Regions from separate parts of the Zea mays genome. Here region 1 is linked to region 2. The links are chromatin contacts, called in public Hi-C maps. All regions are on one chromosome and are shown on one strand. Each heading gives the region's core, a stretch centred on a gene start, on an enhancer-like site or on the middle of the called end of the contact. The rest is flanking DNA. Distances are from core to core; before and after follow the strand shown.

Region 1 (2,700 bases), core at 144-2,643, 300 kb after region 2:
AGTCCATCACGAGCTCAACTTAGACTACGTAGTATGTATTTTTGATGGAATGTCGGATGAAACAGAAGACACGAATGTGTAGGTGGGTGGAGCATGCCCGCAGGAGGACCTTATTTAAAGATAGCTTCAGTGTGTGAAGGAAACCAGAGGGTCGTGGCTTGCCGGAGAAGACAGTCGTGTGCTGGAAGCCAATCGTGTCGTGTACGAGAAGAATGTTAATTCCTTTTTTTTAAAAAACATAAAATGGAACCGTATTTATAAGACCGTATTAATACTAATTATGGCGTTTGGTAATTAATTGTGGAACACGTGACGCCGGTGTACTGTTCAAATAACAAATACAAATAAAATTAATATGTCATGGTACGAATGTCCGTGTACTGTGCAAATAAGAAATAAAAATTAAATTAATATTTAATGGTAGTTATCCCCGTGTACTGTAGAAATAAGAAATAAAAATAATATTAATATTGGATGGTAGTTGAGTTAGTTGATGAAGAAAATATATAATATTATTGTGGTGGGGTTTAGAGGATAGATATAGGGGGAACCGTTGTAGAGTGTGGAGAAATAGGGGGAGAGAGAACGCTGACGTGGCACGTGAGTGGGATATAGGGGGAGAAATTTAGGGGGAACCGTTGAAGTCAGTCTTAACTGTGACATCCGTTGTATGCACGACCACACATTTATTTAATATTTGTTGATGCGTACTTCCGTCAGATTCGTTTACATCACTGTCCTTTGCATACCTACCTTTGTGTCCTTCACGAATTTTTTTACGACATCGAAACTAGAATATGAATTTTAGTAGCACTGCACGTATGGAGGACCGAATTTAAAGAATATTATTAGAGATAGGCATTTTATTTAATCTCAGTGACGATGCAGCTTCTCTCATGCATGTTCCAAGGCGAGCGGGGGCAGCGGAAGGCGAGCGGCGACGTCGGGGGAAGGCGAGCAGAGACTGGAACCTATGCGTGCTACGATGAGGATCCACACAGCAGCTTGAGCTTGCTTCTCGCCTTCTCTCGCGAGCAAGTTTTTCATTGTTTTCTTGGACCGTTAGGTGGAAGGAGCCGTCCGTTAGTTTTTCTTTACCGTTTGCCATGACACGGGATGAGAGGAGAAATTTGTGACTGTGCCACTCAATTTTGGTTGTCTGTTATTATAACATCTCGTGTCTATGATTAGTGGGACTATCTATGTCTATGATTTATACGTCCGATGATATACTAGCGAATGGCGATGAGACTATCTATATCTATGATTTATACGTTCGATGTTATACTAGCGAAGCTAATAAATCATAATAACAAAATTGCCAATGTCTCGGATGTGAGAATCTCGAGAAGACGAGGGGGCGTCCCCGTCCAGAAGAAGGGGGCCAGTATGACGTGTCTATCTAGTTAGTTCTCGATAGCCTCTCTCTCCCTGCCTCCCCGCTGTTGTGGTTGCGGTGCTTCTGCTGATCTGCTCCGTCTTCTCCTCCCGGCAATGGCCTGCTTGGAGGCGCCCCCGCGCGTCGAGCTCTGCCCGGTCTCGTGCCAGCCCCGCGGCCTGCAGCTTCCGCCATGGCGGCTCAGCCTGTCGAGGTCCTCCTCTTCATGCAGGTACTCTCGCTTCCTCCCCCCTTCGAAGTGTGTCCTCTGTAGAGCGAGGGTGAGATGTAGGGTCTCCTTCTTCCAGAACAACCTAGGTACCCAGCGGCGTACGTGCCTTCCTAGCTACCCCACTGCTAGTCTGCTAGTAACTGTGCGTTCTAGGTTTTTTTTTTGGTAGCTTTGGCAACCAGTTTAAATTACCTCAAGAAAGCTTCTTTCTTCGGGGGGTCAAAATTATCTGGGACAAACCCTGCCCCTTGGCACAGTAATGGGGTGTTTGGTTTGAGTAATGAGCTAGTATATCATTTTCTCACTCCTAACTTTTTTGTTTGGTTTGTGGAATAGAATAAGTTGATACATCACCACTCAATTCCTCATAGTTAGTTAATTAGTACTAATATGTGGAATGAAGTTATCCCATCAAATTTGAGGAATGGATCCATGATGCACCACTTTATTTTGGATGGAGTAGTTTCTCAAACCAAACACCACATAAGTTTGTAAAGAATGCACTACCTGGTTGCTGGCCCAGTTCTCCTCAACGATTTTCGTAAAAACGTCATCCACACCCGGCCACTTGGGTTAGAAGTGGATCGAAGGGATTGAAGGAGTTTAAATCTTGTTAGTCAAAATTGAATAGAAATGGACTAATCTCCGTCAAGCATCCCCATGCAACCGCTAATGGATGGTTCCAGTGCACTGATTGTTGTCTTGTGTCCATGCAGATCTTGCACCCTTGTGTCTCGCCAGCTTCCAATTTGCAATGCACAGTCATGTGAGATTACCTGCTCATCCCTTAACAACTTCTCTCCTTAAAAGCACGCTGCACAGGCAATTTATCTTCGCAGCGCACGGAACTCCTCTGTGATGCAGATGCTGATGATTTATGGGTGGCTGCGCCTCATAGCCCTGCATCTGTTCGCTCAAGGTTGCTTGCAGCGGAAAGAGAGGAAGCAAAGGCTGTCCTGTCCCTGTTTCTGAGGCAGAAAGGTCTGCGAAGCACGCTGGCCGCACGGATCGTCAACAAATCGGATGGCTTCATCGAGCACCTGGTCTCGAAGCTCCAGATTGCTTACAGATCTCGATATGCTGAAGGTTT
Region 2 (2,700 bases), core at 175-2,674:
GTAGAATGTACGATTATAGGCCATCCTCAGTACGTGCCACGAGATCGATCGAGCACTCCACCTTGTCGGCAACCCGTCGCTGATAGGCACAAGCACAACCACGTACACGACGCGTGTTCAGTTCAAGAGCAGTGAAGGCCGAAGAGGGTGGCGTGGATCGCCATGTGGGTAGCGGCATGCATATGCACGCATGTGGGTTGTGGAGACGCCGAGACGGGGACGAGAGCGGAGTCTGTCTGTGCACTCTACTCGCTGTCGTTGGACCATCAACGTCATCCGAGTTAATATAAGCGATGGGCGAGCTAAGTGCTGGCGCTGTTCATGAATAAATGAACTCGATGGAACGGTTTCCATCTCGTCGCGACAGCGATGCTGTGTCGAGGAACGCTGCGAGGCCAGTTCTAGCCACGCTACCTGGGTTCAGTCGCGGTTGATTCGTGCTTTACGCCGGGTCAGATTCGGTTCCAAGGAGCTCATAGATTACTCTCTCGCTCTCTCTCTCTTTTATTTTTACAAAAAATCGTTTGAAATAAAAGGGAATTGATTCAACGGCCGAACATTGGTGCGGCAGACTACTGCCGTCAAGCTGTACAACATACATGGATTAGAATCCAGAGAAACGCCTTTCAGAGTCTGATCTGATGAGGCCCGTCTGCAGCCATCCAGAGCTGCCTGCCTGCGCCACCTAACTGCGTACTGGGGCACGGTAAAACCACTGCTGGTACTGTGCTACCACGCCTTTGCATCATTGCCGACCCCGAACCAACCTTCCGATGCTGCCTGCCTGCCTGCCTCCCCTCCTCCATGGCTCAACCTCCCCTCCCCTGCCTGCCCCGTTGTCCCCACCCCTCTCGCCTTCTCTCCACCTTGGGCTCTCATGATTCTGTTTCAAAGGCTGCACTGCCGAACCACCATGAATGGCTTCGTTTCACCTTTCCGTCCCCGGGCCACGCCACGCCCTTCTGAAAAAGATCTCCACGCCTTCTCATCCCTCCACCCACTGATACAGATTCATCATGCAGGCAGGCAGGGACTCCCCCCGCTCGATCACTGTCTGTTCCGCTCTCTTTTTTCCAGATAGGACCACTGGGCTGCAGCTGGAGCTGGACTGGACGGCGGTACCACTGACTTTCACACTGTACTGTGCAACTGCATGGACCCAGCTCCTCTGATCCTCTCTCGCTCTCCCTCTCTCTCTCATCCATAACGACATGGCACCTTTGCACCACGCTACTGCCCTGCCTACTACTAGTACTGTCTCTTTGAACCACTTTGGTGGCCTAATCCCGGGCCCCTCTGATGATGGCTTATGAGCCCCAGCTTTGCGCTTGCAGGCACTGCACGGTCTGGTTCTTGTTCCTGAGCAGTTGAGCTGCGCACACCGACTTCTTTTGCACAAGGTATTGTATTTGTCTTCGGTGTTGCAGACGTGTTCTTCCCACGCATGCTTTTAATCTTTTTAAAATCTCCATTTGCGTAAGCTCAGTCTGCAGTTTACAAATGCTTTGAGTCCTGCGCTCCTGTCCTGCTGTTCTTGTCTAGCAGTAAACAAGTCATTTCCTTTGTTGTCACATGGTGGCTCGCCGAGTGCTGGTGCACACATTCTCTCCTCGTTCCACCTTGCTGCTGCTGCTGCAGTTCTTGGCACGGCCTTGTATTGTATGAATATGATTGTATCACATGCCATGTGACTATGTGAGTAGCTGACCACGGCTCACCGCGAGGCGCACAGGTACAGCAGCGCAGGCGCGGCGGCAGCCCGCCGCTGGATCTCTCCCGAGGCTCCGGCGATGGAGCGGTCCTGCTACTTCCCGCTGCGGTGGGAGAGCACGGGCGACCAGTGGTGGTACGCGTCGCCGATAGACTGGGCGGCGGCCGACGGCCACTACGACATCGTCCGCCAGCTGCTGCACCTCGACCCCAACCTGCTCATCAAGCTCACCTCCCTCCGCCGGATCCGCCGCCTCGAGGCGCTGTGGGACGACGACGCCCGCTTCGCCGACGCGGCCCGGAACCGCGCGTCCGTCGCCCGCAGCCTGCTGCTGGAGTGCGAGTGCAGGAACCACCGCCCCGGCGCCGGGGAGAACACGCTGCTCCGGGCCGGGTACGGCGGCTGGGTGCTCTACGCGGCGGCGTCGGCCGGGGACGCCGCGTTCGTGCGGGAGCTGCTGGAGAGGGACCCGCTGCTCGTGTTCGGCGAGGGCGAGTACGGCGTCACGGACATGTTCTACGCGGCGGCCAGGGGCGGGAGCGCGGACGTGTTCAGGCTGCTGCTCGACCACGCCATGTCGCCGAGGTGCTCGACGAGTTGCCGGAACGGCGAAGCCAGCGCCAGGCGCAGCTCCGTGTTCCGGCTTGAGATGATGAGCCGGGCCGTCCACGCCGCGGCGAGGGGCGGGAGCGTGGAGATGCTCAGGGAGCTGCTCGACGAGTCCAGCGTGTCGACGTATCTCGACATCCGTGGATCCACCGTGCTGCATGCCGCCGCTGGGAGAGGGCAGCTGCAGGTGAGCCATCCACATTTGCTACTGCTTAAATCACATCTTCTGCAAATGCTTATTAGCTGTTCTTGCTGTAAGAGCATCTTCAAAAGACTCTTTATTTTTGATTCTCTATTTGACTCTTTATTTGTCACTCTATAAAGATTAAACTCTAAATATAACATCTTATTACAACAGACTCTCCAACATGCAAGTTAGC

What was found. Hi-C and Micro-C count contacts between places; a contact is called where the count stands out from the background.
Region 1: a contact with region 2 is called in a Hi-C map of leaf, with 7 times the contacts expected there. The contact joins the promoter of LOC100284609 here to the promoter of LOC100278358 in region 2. A contact is called at or near these places in 2 of 25 Hi-C or Micro-C datasets (ear and leaf).

Annotation. Positions count from the first base shown.
Region 1 is chr5:185,609,234-185,611,933 of Zm-B73-REFERENCE-NAM-5.0, forward strand. LOC100284609 reads left to right here and starts at 1,394. Exons shown (of 4, transcript NM_001349011.1): 1 at 1,394-1,610; 2 at 2,327-2,376; 3 at 2,475-2,696. The coding sequence starts at 1,495.
Region 2 is chr5:185,313,255-185,315,954 of Zm-B73-REFERENCE-NAM-5.0, forward strand. It overlaps LOC100278358, which reads left to right and starts at 1,425. Exons shown (of 2, transcript NM_001151659.1): 1 at 1,425-2,507. The coding sequence starts at 1,791.